Regions from separate parts of the Mus musculus genome. Here region 2 is linked to region 1. A link is a contact called in public targeted proximity ligation data. All regions are on one chromosome and are shown on one strand. The core of a region is the stretch at or near the end of the contact, and the rest is flanking DNA. Distances in the headings are between cores, read along the strand shown.

Evidence for each region.
Region 2: a contact with region 1 is called in a targeted proximity ligation map of pancreatic cancer cells. A contact is called at or near these places in 1 of 39 promoter capture datasets (pre-B cells) and 1 of 130 datasets of targeted methods (pancreatic cancer cells).

The regions. Positions count from the first base shown.
Region 1 is chr19:10,277,586-10,281,412 of GRCm38.p6, reverse strand. All of the region lies in intron 1 of Dagla (diacylglycerol lipase, alpha), which reads left to right. Among named protein-coding and RNA genes, the nearest start is that of Gm30042, 11 kb to the left of the region's middle.
Region 2 is chr19:10,984,438-10,988,264 of GRCm38.p6, reverse strand. Ms4a15 (membrane-spanning 4-domains, subfamily A, member 15) reads left to right here. Exons shown (of 7, transcript NM_001034898.2): 2 at 3,421-3,595. Among named protein-coding and RNA genes, the nearest start is that of Ms4a15, 6.9 kb to the left of the region's middle.

The DNA of each region.
Region 1 (3,827 bases), core at 348-2,847:
TGGAGAAGCCAGCACGAGCTATGACGCAGGCCCGACCCCCCTCACTGCCATCCCTCACTCCAGAGCCTTCCTGGGATGTGCAGGAAAGGACTGTGCCTGCTGAGGAAGCAGGCTTTGTCACATTACCGCCCTGAGTCCCGAGGGAGATGAGGTACTAGGGTTGGCCTAGCAGGAGCCTCAGCCTCTCTGGTCTCACCAGGACCTTGTCTGGCCCGAAGAAACAGGATGGGAAGCCTATTAGCGCTCACCTGCCCTGCTAGCCTTATATGCATGTTGCCAGTCGCTCTTTCCTTGAAAGATTTGCCCCCTGAAGATAGGGTTCACTGACTTCTTATCCTGGTGAGGCTCCTCTCTCCACAATGGGCAATAGCCCCAGGTTGACTGAAACGGGGCCTGCCAAAACCCTGCTACCACCCCTGCTCTGGTCTTGCCAAGTGGCAGCAGAGAGCCCCAGCTCCTCCTCCTGCGGCACCAAGGGAATGAAACCACAGAAGTGACAGTGTGACAAGACTGGGCACCTGACTATCAGGGGCAAGGCCTCTTGAAAGGAAGGTATCACTACACAGGCTGGGCCCTGCCTCTGCCCAGCCTTAACCTATCCTGAACAAAGTGGACCATGAGTTCTGTCCAGGTCCCACATGGGCAGCTTTGTGCTGGAGGCAGGTGTCCTGCTCCCCAGTGCCTCTGATTTTCAGCCTGCTGGTTGCTAAGAGTCCTGGAACCTCTATCACAGACTAGGAAGAAGTAGGCAGAGCCAAAGCTTTCTCCCCAGGAACGTGCAATGTAATAGAGAAGGTGAAGCCCATACCAGAAACCTGCAGAAAGTAGGCCACAGGCTGAGCTGATCTACCATCAGGACTGGAGTTTGGGGGAAGTTGGGGACAGGTACCCAAACAGACCTTACAGACAACAGCAGAAGCAGCACATGAAGCAAGGGGGCCAGGAGAGGACAGACTCTCTGGCCAGGGGCAGTTGGTGGGAACCATGGACAGGAACAGAGCCCGGCACAGAACCAAGAGTTAGGACATAGAGGATGGTCTTGGTGATCATGGCAGGATGCAGGACGTCGGGCACTTGGTAGAAAGCCAATGCCTGAGAGTTTTAATTTTATTTAAAGGCCACTTAGGAACCATGATATGCTTTAGAAAAACAAAGAAACTATTGGAAGTGTATATGATGGGGGAGGGGTGCACACATTTCCTAGCATGCCTGTGGAAGTCTAGGACAACTTTGTGGAGTTGGTTCTGCCCGTGGGTTCCATCAGACTCTTGTTTGTGTGGCAAGCGCCTTTGCCTGCTGAGCCATCTCATTGGCTAGCCCATGCTAAGTTTTTGAAGAAGACAGTGAGCGGTTCCTAAAGCAGTGTATGTAGTTTACACTGCCAAGCATCAAGCATCCTGCCGTGTCAGAGTCTGCTCTCAACACTCCACAACATTGAAATGGCTTTGTCCCACTGTCCCTCAGCCCACGAGGGAAGCGCTGTCATCAGTGTCAGCCGGTTACTGATGGGGAAATGGTCACTGACTCATCTGACTTGTCATAGGAAGTGGCTAGCCCCTCCCGGACTGCACTCCGAAGTCTTCGCCCAGTGGATGGCTGAGAAATAGAGTCCCTGGGCCAGGGCCAGGTCCAGCCTGTGCTCCACCCAGCAGTAGGGGCCCTCCAGGCACTGCCCCTTCTCGGAGGCCTCTGTAACTTGTGATGAGTCCAGCTTTGTCCTACTGTGGGAGGGATAAGAGGGAGTGTGAAAATAGAAGTTGTGGCCTGAGGTCAAGAGTTTTCTCCTATAGGCCCTTCTGCTCTCCTAGCTCAGGCAATGGAGGAGATATGGAATGGCCTCCCAAGCCTGGAAGGACACCTGAGCAGCATCCCAAGGCTCTCTCCCTAAATGCCAGAGTTGACCAGAGGGCTCCTCTATCTCATGGCTCTCAGACATTTTTGAGCACTTAGTTCAAAGCCTAGGGATATATACAGCAACTAAACCCTGCTCTAAATGACATGGAGGGCCAGGCTCCAGAGACCTGCCTGCCGTGATCACCTCCCTTCATCTGGGGTCCCCTCAGATAGCACAGAAAGAAGGAGAGCCAAGCAAAGGAGAGACTGGGCCATAAAGCTATTGGTGGTCCCATGTTACACAGTTGGGGGGTGGAGGGTGGGTGCTGGCCCTTTGAGTCACCAGAGCTCTGTAGAGCAGCTCCCTGGGGAAGGAGCTCTGCTTGCCATCATTTGATCCCTGCTGGCTTTGAAGATGACTTGGGAGTGGCTGAAACCCAAGAGCCAGAGCTTCTGGCCTGTGCCCTAGATGGCTGTACTGCCCAGGTGGTGGCTCTCCAAGGCACACACAGCTCTGAAGGCTTTCTCTAACCTTCGAGCAGCATGCACTCAAGCAGACCAGATCCGAGGGCTGGTCTACTGCCTGAGGAGGTGGGGCTGAACGTGGCTCAGGGTAGGCTGGGCCCAAGGGGTGGGGGGTTCCCAGAGGGGAGGTGTCATACTTGGCGTGCCCACTTAACACCTCATTAACGACCTCATTAGGGATCCCCTAAGGAAGTGGAAGGTGCTAATTCTTCTCTGAGGTGTCACCAGCACCAGAGACTGACAGTCTCCTCTGGAGGAAGTTCTGAGGAGCTGAGAATGGGGTAGAGCTGAGATCTGGTGAACTTCCCTGCAGGGGGCCATCTGGGAAGCCAAGAACTCCCAGCATGCAGCCCCAGCAAAAGGAAGGCTTCGGGGAAGAGCAGTGTGGTGGAGGAAATCTTGGACTGGGTGGGGCGCAAGAGGAGGCCTCTGTCCTCAGGGCGTGCTGAGTTTGGGTGGGGAAGAGCTCTGCAGTATGACAACCTGAAACTCAGTTGCACAGGCAGATAGGTACACAGCTTTCTCATAGGAATGTGGATTTGGCGTGGTCTACAACCTTGTGGCCTTGGGCAGGAGCTCAGTAGTCCCAGCTGTCCCCTCTAGAGAGATGACATTCCTGCCTCACTGACTTGTGGGTCCAAGGAGTCCAAGGAAACAACTCTGGTAGTTTCCTCAGAGATACCACCAGCCCTACCTGAGAAGAGGTCACTCAAGGATTGGGGCCAGTGCAGGTCTGCCTGCCACTGGGAATGGATGGCCAGGGACTTTCTGTTGCAGGGCAGCAGACTTGGTGCAGAGGTAAAGGTTCTGCACTCACTGCAGGAAACTGAAGAATGAACCAGAATGGGAACAAACCTTGAGCCACTGGCTCTGCAAGTGCTCACCTGCTCCTCCCAGCCCCTCCTCCTCCAAGAAGGGAGTGGCTTCACTATCTCATTTGCATATAAGGAAACTGAGGCTCAGAAAAGCAATGATCCAGAACTGGAGGGAAGGCGGAGGTTGCTTCTTGGGGCAGCCTCCAGCTCTGTGTACTTGAAAGAGGGAGTGGTCAGGAGATCCAGTGGGGTGAGCTGTACTGCAAGGGGTGGGAGGAGACTGGCTGCATGCCTAATGCCACCTGCCTGCTCCAGCCCAGCAGCTCCCAGGGGAAGAGTGCCACCTGAGGCCAGCACGGCCTGCCTGAGCTCCCTCCAGGCCACCTCTGCCCAAAGAACTGAAACACGTACGAGAGGCCTATGGGAAGAAAAAGATCTCTAAGAAAGAATTCAGAAGTAAAGCCCGGCCTGGCCAGAGCTAGAGGGACCTTTCACCTTCAGGAACTCCCCCTGCCCAGGACAGAACGTGGAGAGTCCGGTCCAGGCTGCTAAAGAGAGGGTCCTGCCGCTCTCTCTGGCCCTACCTCCCCCATTCCTCAGCAGCCAGCAGCCCTCTCAGAACAGCCAGCAGGAAGCGAAAGGCCCCAATTGATT
Region 2 (3,827 bases), core at 920-3,419, 710 kb before region 1:
CTAAGTCAAAATAAACCCAACTTGCTTTCACATGCATATTTAGGGTATTTGGTCACAGGAATAAGAAAAGTAATACAAGGTTCTGTCACCTGTCAGTCATAGCATCCTGAGTCTATCAAGCCTTTGTCTAACTAACATGTGGGCCTTTGAAAGACATTCAAGACCCAAACTCTAGCCAAAGCCATCATAGCCACATTTACCTTCATTGTATAGAAATATCTGGAAGCTTATTTTATTTTCCTTCTTACTCCAAATCATAGCAATTAGTGTAATTGACATCTAAAGCAACAAGGAAATTCTAATCAACATGTATTATGGTCCAGGCAGTGTTCTGAGGTTGAACTTGGAAAACTCCAGCTCACCAACTGGATCCAAGCCATCTGTCCATGTCAATAAAGCTTTACTGAAACACAGTCCCACCTTTTATGTATGCATTCATTGCCCATGTCTAGTTCACACTACAAGGGGCATCTCCTACTTAAAACAGGAACTACTTGATCAACACCCAAAACCTTTGCTAGCTGAGTCTCTGCAGGGAAGGTTTGCCAGTGCTGACTTAAGCAGTACTCATGTCTGCTAAGAATCATTTCAGTGTGAGGGCCTGGAAACCAGAGCCCCAACTGAGCTCCACCTTGTGGGAAGTAAGAACACCATTTTTAGATGCTCTTGATATCACACCTTTGGCTGGAAGAAACATTAGAAAGTCCTTAAAGATATCAAACAACTTCTGCCACCCTCTGCATGGGATTGTCGTTCAATAACACTATTTACCTGAAACATGCTCTTCTTTTGCATGTATGTGCATGCATGGGTGTGTGTGTACATGTATGTGCATGTTCATATATGTGCAATTGTGTGCATGTGTCGTGCAGAGTCCTGCCTCTCTGCTGGGGGTACCCAGGCATGTGCATGTGTGTGGAGGTCAGAGGTCCACTCTGCATGTCACTCTTCAGGGGACAACTACTTTGTTTCTTTGAGAGAGAATCTGGAACTCATTGGTCTGGAGCTCACCAAGTAGGCTGGGCTGGCAGGCCAGAGAGCCCCAAGGATTCCCCGGCACTAGGCTTACAAGTTCGAGCCCACACCCAACTTTTTACATGGGTTTCTGGGACTCCAACTCAGGTCAGTCCTCATGCCTATACAGCAAGCACTTTACCTGCTAAACTGTCTCCCCAACTTATGAAACATTTATTAATCACCTACAGTGGACAGAAAATGCTCATGACAGCCAATTTCACCCCATGCCTCCACTGCCATTCCCTTGGAGGTACTCCAACCACTGGAACCCTACTTCATCCTTTGTGGAGACTCACTATGCATCTCAAGGGCAGGTCCAACCGGACCCTTGTGTTTTACACTCACCAAGACGAATCAGGCTCATCACAGAGCAAATATCTAGCATAAAGATGTTCATCTACTGAACACAGGAAATGGACTATGTCAAGAGCCTGCTATTCCAGAAACAAAGATGGGTATATTTGTGTTGTCCACAGTGCCAGAATTTATTGACTAACAATAAATTTTCAAGCCAAATACTTCCAATTTCCCCTTAATAGCTGACTGCTGACTAACATGTGTGTTTTTATTCTGATCTTAAGTATTAGTGTTAACTCTCAGATCACACCTTATACACCTCAGTGTGTGTGTGTGTGTGTGTGTGTGTGTGTGTGTGTGTGTATTAAAGAATAACCTCAAAAGTACAGAGATCACAGCACAGTTTAAAGAGACCTTACCAGAGGCAGAGAGCTACTAGAGACACAAATGGGCACTGCATCACTTCATTGGTTAGATAAGATATTAAGGACCCCAGTTGGAGAGCTGAAGGCACAGGATTGCAGAGCTGAGGGGTGCTACGGAAATGCAGGACCATAGAGAAGTGCAGGGCTGGTTCAGACAAAGACACAGACTGGTTTTCCACCAGTCGGTGGAAACCAAGCTGAGCTGGAGCCGGACAGTCCGCCTGTTGGTCCCATGACACACACATTGGATGATCAGATGCCAGGTCAATGGGGCCATCCCGACTGCGGTGCCAGGCGTCTCCTTCATAGGTCCAAGTGGTACTTTTCATCCTTAGGAGTAAATTGTCTGTGCCCTGTGGGTGGTGCTGGGCAGGTGGTGGTTCTTGTGCACACAGTGAGACAGAGTCATCATGACTCACTGTTGGAACTCACAGGAGGGCCAAATGCTGCCTCTCAAAGGCAGTCGCCCAGGGCAAGGCACAGCCCAAAGCCACTCTTTAACACAATATGGAGTAACTTGGAGCACAGCAGAGCTTGGTTCTCACAGGCTGTGTGACCTTGCAGCTGTAATGACTCATGAACACAAACCACAGTCCTACAAGCCATGAGTAAATACATGTTTGTGTGCTGGATAGATGATGTGTTTTAAAAAAAATACTTCAGATGAAGATGCTACAACAGTTTACTGTGTAAACTGTGGCCTTTACCAGGCCTATAATGTGATCGGTTCTGTGGCCTTCCCCCTACATTTTTGTCCAAAAAGTAAAGCAGGAAGAGGTTACCATCTAGCCCCTTGTCTCACAGTGACTACATGGGCCAGGGTTCAAATCCTGGCTTCTGTCATGGAGCTGTGACTTGGACTGCTGGGTTCTTCACCACATGTGAAAACCAGCAAGGCAGATGGCTGTTTAATGTCATATAATCCACTAGATTAGTGACTGCAGCACCCTGGGAAGCTACCACCTGACATCTAGCTAACTGGTCAATGTTCCCTAGAGAGTTTCCCAGACCAGCCACACCTAAGATTTTCATAATCCTTATTTATCTTGGCTACAATAGTGGTTATTCCTTGGGTAGTCAAAGAGAGCAGGATGTTGCCCCAGGGTAGTTAGGTATCCACAGTTAACAGATGTAGGCCTAGAGGAGGGAGGGAAGAGGTACGTCTTGCCTGGTCCTTCTCTTTCCTTGATAAAATGGTACTTCAGCTAAGCTCCACCTTCCCGAGCTGTGTGTTCTTGAACCATCATTCACCCTCTCTAGGGAAAGAAGGATGTTCAAATAGAAGCTTTTTTCCAAGGTTCCACTTGGGCTGGGGATGTGGCTCAGCAATGGTGATGGGCTTGCCTCAGGTGCAGGCTGGGTTCCACGCCCAGCATTGAAATAAAAGTCCTTCCATGCAATGTAGGAGAAATCAAGATCAGAGTCAAGAGTCCAAAAAGTCTAAGAACCCACTTCGTTTCTGTAGTCTCTTCTCTAACCCCAGCTGTAGCTGAGAATTTGGGTTCTACTGTGACCTCAGTAAGCAAAAGCTGGGAGATACACCATTTAGTCGACAGCCTTAAACATATGTGTGACCACCACTACTGCCTTGTTATCTCCTGAGCCTTCGTCCCCCAGGCTCTCTGAACACGATGTCTGCACCTCCTGCCAGCAATGGTGTGTTCGTTGTCATCCCGCCCAGCAACGCCAGCGGCCTCCGCCCACCTCCAGCCATTCTGCCCACCTCCATGTGCCAGCCTCCAGGGATCATGCAGTTCGAAGAGTCACAGCTGGGGGCGCAGGCGCCCAGAGCTACTCAACCACCTGATCTTAGACCAATGGAGACGTTCTTGACCGGAGAACCCAAAGCTTTAGGGGTAAGGGCAGCTTGTCATGTGACTTGAGACAAACTTGCTGGGCAGGCAGAGTGCCTCACGCTCAACAGGGAGAGGTGGAGGCAGGGGATAGATGTGAGAATTCATTCATGCACTACACAGACAAGAATTCCCTTCCCCCTTTGACCTCACCCAATAAATGAGAAAATAAATGACCAGAACTCCAAAGAGGATTAAGAATGATGGATGGGGGACGGCAACGCTAGCAAAGACG